Linked DNA regions of Oryctolagus cuniculus: region 2 is linked to region 1. Evidence: chromatin contacts called from public Hi-C data. All regions are on one chromosome and are shown on one strand. The core of a region is the stretch at or near the end of the contact, and the rest is flanking DNA. Distances in the headings are between cores, read along the strand shown. Region 1 overlaps RTN4RL2 (reticulon 4 receptor like 2). Region 2 overlaps P2RX3 (purinergic receptor P2X 3).

What was found. A called contact is a pair of places that touch in the nucleus more often than the background predicts.
Region 2: a Hi-C map of embryonic fibroblasts shows a contact between it and region 1, with 2.5 times the contacts expected there. The contact joins two enhancer-like sites. A contact is called at or near these places in 4 of 6 Hi-C or Micro-C datasets (ear pinna, embryonic fibroblasts, skin fibroblasts and 1 more).

Annotation. Positions count from the first base shown.
Region 1 is chr1:14,648,489-14,654,765 of mOryCun1.1, forward strand. It overlaps RTN4RL2 (reticulon 4 receptor like 2), which reads right to left. Exons shown (of 3, transcript XM_008271357.4): 3 at 5,602-6,277. The coding sequence ends at 6,160. Among named protein-coding and RNA genes, the nearest start is that of RTN4RL2, 16 kb to the right of the region's middle. Within about 2 kb of position 3,728, at least 1 of the 8 cell types and tissues checked has an H3K27ac peak or open chromatin away from gene starts, as enhancers often do.
Region 2 is chr1:14,755,324-14,761,996 of mOryCun1.1, forward strand. All of the region lies in intron 8 of P2RX3 (purinergic receptor P2X 3), which reads right to left. Among named protein-coding and RNA genes, the nearest start is that of PRG3, 14 kb to the left of the region's middle. Within about 2 kb of position 3,153, at least 3 of the 8 cell types and tissues checked have an H3K27ac peak or open chromatin away from gene starts, as enhancers often do.

The DNA of each region.
Region 1 (6,277 bases), core at 2,478-4,977:
TTTGGGGGTGCATCCAGGAAGTTGGCCTCTTCACAGAAGGAGGCCGACAGGATGCCTTAGAAGGAATACTAAGGAATGACTCAAGTTTTGCCACCAAAGCCCCTGGGGCCTGCTGAAAGTTAATACTTTTTTGTAGTCCTCTATTTTATCTGAAAACTTCCTGCAAATTTTGCTTCGTATTTTCCTATATTTGTCTTTTTAAATGTGGCTTTAGAATGATCTACATCAAGGGAAGACACCGTTTTTGAGAACAAACCACCTTCGCAATGTCCCTTACAACCGACCCAGCCCTACCCCTGCCTGCTTGTACTCCTGGGTTAGGGTGAATCCGGACTGTAAGAGCAACTACCTTTTGTTAAGGATCTGGCGGCCCCAACAGGCATTCGTCCCAGCCCAGCCGTGGCCCATGGTAAGTTCTCCGGAGAAGCTTATCAGAAACAGCCGGGTCCACCCATTTTCCCAAAGAGCAAACACTTGCCAGGGGGCACTGGAGGATTGGCAATGTCGCAGCACAGCTCTGGCTGCTCTGAGCCAATTCCTTAAAATTGGGCAGCATCCACCAGCGGGTTCGGCCGGCTCCCACAGGGCCTGCCGGGGCCTCACTGCGCTCTCTGTCCGGGACCCTGCCTCCCCCCGGGGGAAGCCGCCGCGGTCCCCCAGATTCTCGGGCGAGGGCGAGCGGACCGAGAGCGCCGTGCGAGCCGGTACTCTGCGTGCCCAGCAGGCGGCGCTGCGTGGCTGCAGTTTGGGACAGGGTGGGAGGGGGCGGCGAGGCAGGCGCGGAGCCCCCTATCCCTACCCAGCCCCAGGCTCGGACTCCAGACCCCTTCTTCTGGGGTGGCTCTGCCCCCTCCTTTGAGACTTCCCCACACAGACCAGAACCCCGCCCCGCATCCTGACAATCGTTACTCCCAGCCCCGCGACCCCCTCGACGCAAGGAGGGGTCCCCGCCGTTGGCTCTGCCCCCCCCCCCCCCCCCCCCGGCTCGGGACCGGGTGGGAGGTGGAGGAGGACTTTCCGGCTTCCTAGGAGGGGATGGCTGCTCACCCCTACCCGGCCCCACCCCCGGCTCCTCGGGGAGTTTGGGGAGGGGGCTGGGCAGGGGCGGAAGCGAGCTGGAGCCGTGTTTGTCGCGGCGCTGCCGAGCGGAACAGATGGCCGGGGAGGGGAGAGGGTGCGCGGCGGCAGGAGGAGGGGTGCGGGGGCCGGAGAACGGGGAGCGAGGAATCTCGACGCCCCGAGTCTCCCAGGAGAAGCCCCCCTCCCCGTGTCTTCCCGGAAAGAGCGAGGGGGGAGGGTGGCAAGCGCCTGCCTCTTTCCCGGAGAGCCCTGGCCCCTTACCCTGGCACCCCCGCGGCGGGGCAGGCTGGCGGGGTCAGACCCGCAGGGAGCGGCCCGGGTTGCAAGGGTTAATGGGCCAAGGGCCGAGTTCAGGGGTCACGGACAGAGGAGGGGTCATCGCTGCTGACGGATGAGCTGGGACCTGAGGCGGGGTGGGAGGTGGGATGAAACGGCGCCCGGCCGGGGCTGCGTTGGGGTGGCCGGGGGTGCTGTGCGGCCAGGGCCCGGGGCTGGACGGCGGGCAAGGCCACTGGTGCCGGGTGATAGAAAGTTTCCTTTCCGCCCCTCCCCGCTAGAACCCGGTGTGGGCTGTTCAGCGTCTCCACGTCCCAGCCCGAGATTCTGCATGTCTGCATGTCGGATGGCCTCGAAGAGGAGGGTGGGCACACCCTGTAGGCGTCTCTTTTTCCTGCTGCTCACCAGTCTCTGGCGTGAGGACCCCTTCTTTTCCCTCGAACACCTGCTATCCCTCCGCACCCCACCCCCCAGCATCACGCGGACCCCCAGGAGTATTGTCGGGAACCCCCACTGTGTGTGGAGGGGAAGCATTATCCCATCTGCCCTGCTTGGACCGCGCCACCTCCACCACCTCCGAGGAGGAGATGGCTCTGGATCATAACCCACCTCCACTTGTCACAAACGCAGAGTCCCGGGCTGATTCGGCAGGTGGGGGAGGGGCTCAGGAATCCGCTCCCCGCTTAAATCAGATGCAAAAGGTCCTTATTTTCAGAAGGATTGTGCCAGGGATTGGTGGGCTGGGAAGACTGGCCGGAGCCTCCTGCCAGAGCCCTCACCCGCACACCTTCCTGAATGCCCCGCCCCCTGCCCACCTGCCTAGGGTGGGCCTCTGCTTCTGGCGGGAGGGTGCCAGGCGGGTCTCCAGAAAGCTGCAAGAGGGAGGAGAGGAAGATGAAAAGGGGGGGGGGGTCCACACCTGGCCTCCTCTTGTCTCTGAGCAGGGGCTTCCCTCCCCGGCCCTCTTCAGTCCCTTCTGCGAACTTCACTCCCTCCGTCCGCCCTGTTGTGCTCCACCAACCCTGCTTCTCTCTGAAGTTCCAGGAAAGGCCAGAGGACTCTGAGATGGGCCTGGGGTGGGGGCGGGGGGGGGGTGGGGATGGCAGAGCCAACCAAAGTCCCTATCTGCAAAAGAAGGAGCCAGAGACAACGTGGGGGGGGGGATTTGGCGGGAAAGACTTGGGGGAAGATGACAATGACAGCCACGTAGGTCGTCTTCCCGTAGGCTCTTGCCCTTTTCCACGCAGACTCAGTCAAGACAGGCAGCACTGGCCCCAACAAAGAAGCAAATAAACCCCCAAACCTCTTGTGTTCAGAGAGGTTAAGCAACTCACCCAAGATCACACAGCCAGGAGGTGAGAGAATAATTGGGTCATTCAGCCTTCTACCTCCCCCTCCACACACACAACACCCCAAATATTTTTTCCAGAGGTGATTGGATAGCCGGCCCAGGCCTGCCTTCCCTGTCCCAGTGGGATGGGAAGGACATCCTGTGTGGAAATGAGAGAAGACACTCAGGTTTCGGAACATCTGACAGGTCTGGCTGCAAGCATTAAAAATTCATGCAGAAACCTGACCCGGCTGGACCTCGGGCCTGCCACCTGGCCTGTCCCTGGCCTCCTGGCCTCTCAAGAGTCTGGTGGGCCAGTTTCCCTTGCAGGGGGTCCTGGGAGCCCTGTGTGTGTTTCACGGGCGAGGCACTCGCTCACAGATTAGGGATCTGAAGTAGGGAGCCAGCTGGAAGTGCTGCCTCCCCCGGCGCTGGGTGTAAGAACCTTAGAGGCTTAAGGGCTTATAAACCCTGTCATCTGGCGCCCTTCTCGCGGGCCTCTCCCCCGCGGCTTAGATGCTCGCCCTCAGTTCAGCGCAGGCTGAAGCTTGGCTGTGCTTCCCAAGGTGGCCAGTGGAGGGCAGCTGTCTGCATGGAGGGAGCCCCAGCTGGAGCCTCTGTGGCTTTGAAGGGCAAAGATGCCGCGGTTGGTGGGAGAGGGGCAGCCCTGGACTTGCAGACGGCCCTGGCTTCAGTGATCTGCCGAGAGGTTTAGTGAGGAAGCCCGGGGCACATTCCAAGTAGGGCGTGGATGTCAGGCGTGTGACGACGGAGGGTCAGGATGACACGGCCGTTCCAGCCACGGGAGAAAAGCCTAGCACTGGACCCTGAAGGATCGCTGACACTTTGCTGAAGGGTGTTCCCTTTAACCTGCAGGCAGTGGGGAGCCACTGCAGGTTCTGGAGTGACAAGATGACATAATGCAGGAGTTGGTCTCATGAATCTGATCTCCGTGGGCAGGCTGGGTGGGAGGGAGGGAGAGACTGAGTGTAGGGAAACCAGTGAGGAGGTTATTGCTATTTTCTTTTATATTCTAGGCATGAGGTAATGAGTAGCTAGAGCAAGGGAGGTGGGGGGATAGGAAGGGAGGGATGGATAGGGGCCAGGAGGGGGACCGACTGGGTAACTGAACAGATTCGGGAGCTTAGACAAGGAGAGGCGTTAGCTGCAACTAGGCTGGGTATCTGGCCCAGGGAAAGAAGGTAGAATGGGGTACACTCCCAGCTTGAGGGAGGGGAATGAATTTTGCTTCTTCCTGGGGCTGGGGGAATCTGGGAGATGTCTCTTCCGCCTCTCTGTCCTGAGCACTGGGGCGTTTGGATGGTCCCTGCTCTTTCAGGGTGTGTGGCTGAAGGCTGGGAATTTGGGTTGTCTGCAGAGGCTGGGGGGTGCAGGGCAGGATGAAATCCCTAGGGGTGGGCTCTGCCCTGGTCCTGGTGGAGCTGGTGTGCCTGCACACCGGTGCTTGGGGATACATCTGGGACCGTGGGCGGTTGGCGTGCCTGCACGTGCTGCTGCATAGCTCTCTGCTTTGTGTGTGTGAGCGCGTGGGTGTGCAGGAGATGGGCGTCTGTGGGTCTGTCTGGGCTGCTGGGGGCGGGGGTGGGGCTGCTGGACCGTGGTATTGCTTTAGGCTTCTTCCTGAGGCTCACACCCTCCTCCCCGCGCTCACTGTTCGGAAATAGCATCTGGACCGAGGGCCCATGAATATTTCACAATGATAATTCTGTGACCTGGACAGCCTGCCTCTCATTTACCAGCATCCCCCCTCCCCCTGCCCAGGCTGTGGCAGGCAGGCCAGCCGGCCCTTCTCCCTCGGAGCTCTTGCCTGGCTGGCCCCCCAGTCCTAGTCCTTAGCCTCCTCCCACGTCACAGGCCCCTGGAAGGCCTGACACGGAGCTCCCTGGGTTCCTGACCCGTTGATCTCACCACCCCCACCCCCAGCCAAAGTCTACCTGCTTCCAGCCTTAGAGGTCGACTCTTCCGACTTCCCCAGCCAGAGTCACCGACTCAGCCTCCCTCTTCCTCAAGCCCTAGCACCTGGGTCTCCTCTGTCCGGTTCCCACCTCCCTCCCAAGCTAGAGTTTTAACCCTAAATGCAAGCCACCCTGTCCAACTGCTGTCTGCTTAGACTCACTCTCCCCTTCCTAGCCTGGGTTCTTTCCTGTCCCCCCAGTCTCTCCACACACCAGAATGAATGAAGAAGTCTCTGTTTACACCACCATGCACCCCAAATCAGGATTCCTATCTCTCTGATCCCCTGGGGGGGGTCTCTCTTCCAGCTTGACAGGATAACTGCCTATCTTGACCTACTCCATCCCTGATGCTTACACCCCACAAGAGCCAAGGCAGAGAGACTGGATGTCCACAGAGCTGCTATGTACAGTTGTGCACGTAGTACATTGAACAAGAACACTCAGCCAACCAGGCAAATGTGAGCTGAGATCCAGCCGTAGCTCCTGCTCCATCACTAAGGTATTTTCTGTGGCACAGGCTGCGTCTCCCTGAAGAGGAGGTGCCCTTTTCAGATTTGCCCAAGGCTATGTCTGGGCTAACTGGGACTGCAAATGCTAAGTCACCACTCCTTGCAGGGGGAGGTGGGAGCTACCCCGCTTTCCTGAAGGAACAGGGCCCTGGTGGAGCTGAGAGCCAGGCTGCCTGCCTTCCCCCGGCTTGGTTCCTCAGGCCCCAGGCAGCTCTGGGTTGGCGGCTGCTGCTTCCTTTGGCCATCCTGTCAGAGGTCACCCGGGGTAGTCTCAGGGCCACACCACCCTTGCTCTTCAGCTTGCGCCCCGCAGGGGAAAGCATGTACCAGCTCCAGCTGCCAGGAAACAGGTCCCCTCCTGGCCCTGAAATATACAGTTCTAAGCCCTCATCCCACTCTAGAGGTGCTGCGCCAACAAATCTTACAGGAGTTAAAATAATAGAATTTTTAATAAATTTTTTTTCCCAAACAACTTTTTTTTTTCTAAATCTTCACCACGCAGGGGCCGTGGTGGAGAGGAAAGTTCTCTCCAGGAGCCCTAAAAAGTGTCCAGGGTAGACTTAGGAGAAAAGAGTTCCTCCAGTGTCAGGAGGTGGAGGGGACCGGGATGAGCAAGGGTCCAGGGTCGCCCTGGCGCCAAGTGACGCATTCGTCCCCCAGGGGGAGCGCCCGAAGGCTCTGCTGGTGGGAGATGCACTGCAGATAAAAAGCCCCTTCGGAGTCCACTGTGGGCCCCGGGACGGCGGCTGCCCGGGGTGCCCCCAACCCAGCCTGGGGATGGGGGAAGAAGAGTTAATGGCTTGAATTGGGTTCAGCACGGCTGAGCCGCCGTTCCTGTCCTCTGGGAGCAGCCTTGAGTCCGAACAGCCCAGGAGGCAAGGAGAGAGGCGGCCAGGTCCCGGGGGGAGCCGAGGAGCTGGGGTGGGGGTGGAGAGGAAGGCGGTGGGGCCGGGCCCGGCCAGTGGCCGGAGGGTCTCAGCCACCGCAGTCAGAGGTGAGGCACCAGAAGCGCGAGGCCAAGCAGAGGCGCGGGCAGCGCGGCCGAGAGCGCCCGGCCGCGGGAGTCCGGAGGCGCCTGGCACGTGGCGCCGGGGCACGTCTGCTCG
Region 2 (6,673 bases), core at 1,903-4,402, 110 kb after region 1:
TTCTCAGCTTACCTGGGCTCAAAGCCTGGCTCTGCCACTTGCTGGCTGTGCACCCTTGAGCCAGTTACTTAACCTCTCTGAGACTGTCCTTGCTTCTGAGTGGAAACAATACAAACGCCCAGCTTCAGGGGGCTGCAGTGAGAACTGAGTGAAACCGCATGTCTTGGGCTTTTACGCTCGGAAGGTGGTTCAGCACCTGGAAAATGCTCGCTGATTGTTGGCTGTTGTCAGTGCTGAGGAAACAGGTTGTGCTTGCGGGGTGACACCTCATCTCATCTCACCCTGGCCACACACCTATGGGGTTCTGTTTTGCAAATGAGCCTCTGGGGGCCTCAAAGCACCCAGAGTTCCCCCACTGGTGGGACTCAGCACTGGATTTGCCCCAGTGGGGCACCTTGTCTGCTACGCCTTCTCTCTGCGTTGGCTGCTGGGGTCTGGGAATGGTGCTGGGGACTTCTCAGGAGGGGCTCATCCTCACCACCAACAGCCGTGGGCGTCCTGTCCCCACGGTGCTGATGGCTGCGTTGGGGAAGGACTTTACTCAGTGCCGGGCTTGGGATTCGAGTTGCATGGGTCCTTGGCTCCCTGAGCCAGGCCATTTCCCCCCTGGTTTTGCCCAGTGTAGGCAAGACCCCTACACTAGCAGAGTCACCCCTCTGGGCCACTGCTCCACAGCTGGAGGATGGGTTCCTCATGCCATTGTCTTTGGAATGTGGTGAGGAGTACGTGAGCCGAGTCAGAGGCCCAGCAGACTGAACACCCTGACTTTTCCTGTGAGTGTGTGGGGTTGACACTGATGGGGTCCTGGCTGCTCCCCTTGCGGGCTCCCGATCCCTGCAGATTCCCAAGCCTCTCCCAGCAGGAAAAGGGGCTGCAGATACTCCTCCCCTCTGTGGAGGGCTGTGACGTCCCTCCCCAGGGCACTTGCTTTGCGCACTGCACAGCAGTGAGAAGGAACTCACAGCCCAAGCAAATCAATAACGTAGGGGCTACAGATGTGGGAGGCGTGAACCTGTGATGGGGAAGCGTCACCTTATACCAGGAAACACAGGCCGCCGTCTGCTCTGGCTGCCATGCAGAAATCTTTGCAGCCAGAAAGAAACCAGTCTAAATCCTGTCTCCACCACTTTCCAGGGGTCTTTTATGTTGCTTAGCCCTTGGGGTGTCAGTGTCCTTATTTATACCAATGGGTATGCTAGGGACACCTGGCAGGTTTGCTGGGAATGTGGGTAGACAGAGACCAAGCCTTCCATGCAGGCACCATTGTGGGGTCCCTGTGTTAGACTCTGTCCGCTCCTAAGCATGCATGTGCTGTCCATACTCTGCCCAGCTCTGGGCCCTGGGCACTGCTTCCAGCAGCTCCTAGGTTTAGCCAGTGGCAAGGGCAACAGGGCATCAGAGGGTGGGAGGCAGGAAAGGGCAAGGTGCTTAGTCTCCCAGGCCTCTGACAGGGGCTTGATCCCACCTCCATCACCACTAAGGCCAAGAACCTGTGGGGCAGCCCCTGTCCTGAGCCTCGGCTCCCTCCAGGTTCCGGGACCTGCTCCCTCTGCGTGCCGCGCCAGCCTCAGTGGGAGCCGATTCCAGTGTCTCCAGTGCTAGGCTCCTTCACTGGCCTTTTCGAACAGTCCCTCCATGCAATCGCTCCTCTTGAGCCTGTCCACTCTTTCCTCCCAGGACACCTCTTGCTCCCACCGCACCCCATCACCCCCATTCTGCAGAGGAGGTAGCTCAGGCTTGGAGAGCTGCGTCTGGGCCATGGAGGAATGAGTGCAGGAGAACTGGGGCCATATTTTCTGTCTCTGCTGTGCCTGAGCATGGCCAGAGACATGAGGCCTTGGTGAGGCACCTGTTGCCCTTGTGAGGCTGAAAACTGTGCCAGAAAAGTGTGTCGGGGGCAGCTTGACCCCATAAGGTGTTTCACGTAGGCTCTGCAGTGGAAGGGAAAAGCAGGCTTAGGCGAGAGGATCTTCTCCAGAGAATAAGACCTGCCGTAACCATCAGTAGGGCCACAGCAAGGAGGTGGGAGGAAGTACAGCCCCTTAGCTGGAGAAGAAAGGCTTGGAGGTCAGGGAAAGTGGGAAAAACCAGCTATGGTGTGGGAGGTGGCCAGAGAGAGTTTCACGGATCAAGACAATGAGAGCGACTTTGCTAGGGCCCAAGTTCTTAGGCCCCTGCACCCACGTGGGAGACCCAGAAGAAGCTCCTGGCTCCTGGCTTCGGATCGGCGCAGCTCCAGTTGTTACAGCCATCTGGGGAGTGAATCAGTGGATGGAAGACCTCTCTCTGTCTCTACCTCTCTCTGTAACTCTGTCTTTCAAATAAATAAAATAAATCTTAAAAAAAAAAGAAAAGACAATGAGAGCGAATTCAAGTTACAGCTGCCTGAGGATAAGAGGACGGACACCAACAGGGGTGTTTCCAGAAAGATGATGCTGCGCAAGAACCTCACCTCCAAGTAGGCGTCCAGGAGATTGGAAACAGAAGTACCTGGAATGGCTAGAAGCTTCCAGAAAGTCCTCCCTGAGGCTTTCAGACAGATCTGAGGCTAAGGATAGCTTGTCACTCACCATTTGTAAAGCCCCAGAAACATGCAAACCTCATACTATAAGCACCCCAGTGAATCTCATGAAGGATGCACTGCTGTGGACCCATTATACAGACAAGCAGGCAGATGAGAAGGTAACTAGGCAGGATTCGCACCCACACCGGAGACGCCACAGTCCCTGTTGCCCCCGCTGAGCCACCTTGCCCACCGGGGCTGCTAAGGAGAAGCAGCCCTTGTGAAGCTCTCAAAGCCCTCCCAAACTCTGGGTCTGTTTCCCAGGCGGGGAGAAGCCCAGGCCCCGCCTCTGAGCTGCGGCAGCTGATGCCTGGTGGGGACTGAGCCAGGGTTGGCCTGAGGCAGAGGCTCGGGCCAGGGCAGAGGTGGGGACTATGGGTCCTGCAGTCTTCATTCCCGGCCTAAGACTTCAACCATGAAAGATGCTCTGACATCAACTTGGAGAACGAGAAGCCGGCATCCTGGGCACTGCTGTTCAAAGCGAGGGCTGGCTAAATTTATCCTGGGAAGGAATGTGAAGGGAACAGGGAGAAAAATGCAAGCGGACTTGGTTTCCCTCCAGCACCTGCCTTCCAAGAGGCAACAAGCATGGGAAGATCATTATCTCACCACCACCCGCCCTCAGAGGAGGCTTGGCAGGGACCTGTTCCCTGCCTGGGTGGGAGGGAGGAGGAGCAGAACTCAGGGAGGGAGGGCCAGGCTGCAGACAGGGGAGGGGCCCAGGAGCCCTGACTACTGCTGGCAGGGACCCAGCCCATCCCCTATGGAAGACATGGCTCGGTGGTCACCAGGGACTGGGGTAGCTTCTCTCTGGCACCTGGCTGGGCCACGGTTTCCATGTCCCTGGCACCGAGGTGGGGCCCTGTGACTAGCTCTTGCCATGGAATGTGAATGCAAGCAAGGCTTGTGACTTTTTCCTCACCAGCTGGCCAGCTGCTCAGGTGCCACACGGGGAGGACCCTGAGCAGAGACAAGTCACTCCTTGAATGACTGTGTGGAGCTCCCCACCCCACCAGCCCACAATGCACCGTGCTGTGAGCAAGGAAACAGTGTGCCAAGCCACTGAGGTGAGGGGCTGCTTGTCACAGCCGGGAGCGTACTTAACCCACGCTGCTACAAATGCCCCTCGTTTTATGATCGAGAAAATTGAGCCTCAGGGAGGGGAAGTCATTTGCCAGAAACCAAAAGTTAGAGTTGGATAGTGATTCCAGAAAGAGAGAGAGAGAGCAAATCACTACACAGCTCCATCCCCAGGAACAAGCCCTCTGAGGGCCCTAGCAGACCTGGGTGTGGTGCTGTGGCTTCCCCACCAGGCCAAACTGCTGACCTCTCCAGGGCTTTTATCTCCAAGAAAAGAGGAAGGAGACAGGGCTATGAGGAGGCTGAATCCAGAGAGGGCCTCTCAGTTCATCCAGAGCGTGCCCAGCCATGGCGAGCACCTTCCTTTCTTATCCTAGGATCAGGATAAAAGGAAAACGTAATTCCTGCATTTTCCTTCACCATCACACCCTGCCGACTCTGGGAGACAATCAGGTTCTGCAAGGGACATGGCTGGGACGTGAAGTTGGTTGCAATATTAACAGCCAACATTTAGTTGAGTGCTTGCTATGGGCCCTGGCATTGCACCAAGTGCTCTACACTTAACTCATTGGGCATAACCACCTCCATGAAATTAGGTATGGTTGTTCTTCCTATTTCACAGTGCAGAATCGGATTCAGAGAGGTTAGGCCACTTGCCTAAGGGTGCTAAGCACCGCTGGGATTCAGAACCAGGCAGCTCAGCGGCTGAGGCCATATTCCTAACTAGCAATCTCATTCTTTGTGTTGCCTGATTTCTGTTAGGTCCTGACTCATTTCTTTCAGATCTCCAGTAGGGGCTCTTTCAAATGTGCTTGCTGTCGCTTGGCTGAGGGCAGAGCAGGAAGCACAGGAAGCACAGAGTGTTGGAAGAAGGACCCCCTTGGCTGAGCTACACCATGCCTGGGCCTTGGTCTCTTCCAAATTCTCCCATTCTCACCTCTCTGCCTTTAGTGGTCTTCTCTGGGAAATGGGGTTGGTGGGGACAACCCTACCTTAGAACACCTTGGCCTGGGATGCAAGTCCCCCAGCCTGGCTCAGTTGCCTTTCTGGCCTCCTCTGTAGGTTCCACTCTCATCGCGCTCCTCAGTTCCAGCTGCACCACACCCCCTGCCTCCCTGTGTTTCCCCCAACTCACCCCATGGACACAGACAGATGTCCATGCTCCTGCCTGCATGTCTCCGCTCTTCTGCCCTTTCCACCTTGCAAACTCCTGTTCATCCTTTAGGGCCCAGCTCAGAGAGCCTCTCAGTCAGCAACCAACAGATGTTGCACCTGCTGTGTGCCAGACCCTGTGCTAGGCACCGCTGATAAGGCAGCAAGCTCTGCTCGCACTAGAGGCAGAAGACAGCGATCAATCACATCACCCCATAAGCAGCTAACATGAGACAGAAGGGAAGGGCTGGGAGGCAGAGGGGCTCTACTCTAGGAGCCCAGATGCCAGAGACATTTGACTTAGCTGGGGCTCTGGCAAGGCTTCATGGGAAAAAGACACAGAATTTGAGACCTGACGAGTGGGCAGTGGAGAGGGAGGCAGGCCAGGGGAAGGGGCAGCTTTCTTGGCCGAGGGACCTGCAAGCCCTCTTGTGGGAAATGAGTCCCGAGTAGGCTGCACGCTGGACATGGATGGAAGCCCCTGCGGCCGTGTCCACCTTGCCCTGGCCAGCTGGGTGTGGGCTTTCCCAAGTCCTCCTTTAGCCACTTCTCGCTTGAGATTGGCCGCAGTGGTGAATTCACACCGTGGAGGTCAGCAAGCACCCCACATCTGGGCTTTGCTTTCTTTTCCTCTCCCGGGTGGGTTTACTGGTGTGAAATCGAGGCTGCGAACCGCCTGAGTTGCCGTTCCTATTCCCCACTGCATCGAGACCTCTAGCGCAGCACCTGCCACACCGGCTCAGACACAACCATTTGGATTGCAGACTACGAGCTGGGCGTATCTCACGGCCCGTCTGCCCAGCGGCCTAGAGCCGGAAGTCAGGGGCTGGGCTGGATAAATGCTTGCTGGGAGAACAAATGGATTTCTGAGATGCTTGAACATCTCAGAGACTGAGTTTTGCAATGTTGGCCTTAGGGTTTCCTCCTGCTAACTTGGGCCTTTCTGAATTCTGCTTGGGCAGGTGGAGCCAGGATGATGTGGTAACAACAGGCTGTTTCTCTCCCAAACAGAAAACATTTAGATCTGGCAGCTGGTGAGGTGGGAAAGGAGGTGCTGCGGGTAGGAACCAGACTCTGTGCTAGAAAGTGGGAATAAGAGTAGGGACACAACGTGTGTGGCGCCAAGCTCTAGGCTACAAGCTTCTGCGCCCATCATTTCTCTCAGGCCTCACAACAACAGCTCAGAGGGCCAGCTGGTGGCCTTGGGACTTTGGAATGAGATAGTTCTGGGCCTGAATCCCAGCTCAGCCACTTGAATTTGTTTATAAGGCCTCCTTGGGCAAGTTACTTGCCCTTGCTGAGTCTCGGTCTCTCCATCTGTAAAATGGAGATAATAGCAGTGACTGTAGGGTTGCTGTAAGGATTTAAACAAGCCCACTGGATGTGAAGGCTGGCACAGGACCTGGCACACAACTTTCAGGGAATAGTACTCATGACTCAGCCCGCAACACAGTCCCGATTTTACAAGGCGGGAGAAAGGCCCAGCAATTTTCAGGCTATTCCACCTTGTAAGGGGTACAGCTGGGACATGAACTTGGCTGTTGGAATCCAAAGCTCCTTCCTACCCTGCTGCTTCCCATGAAGAGCCAGAAAGGAGCCCTGGCTGCAGCGTCAGGGAGCGTGCTAAGCTGCTGCCGTGGAAACACCACCGAGAAGCTGTGACCACCATGGGGCCCTAAGCAGCAGAGGAGGGGACAGAGCCCAGACACCTGCCAGGGAAGGGGAGGGAAAGAATGCAGGGGCATAGGCAGGGTGGGAGCTGTCGGGGGCTTGGAGCCTCTCTGGGGGTGGGGGGGTCTGGCTGGAGGGGCCACCTGGGCCCAGATGCTTGACAGTGAGTTGGGGCTGACTGCCTTGCCCTGGTCCTGGGACCCAGGC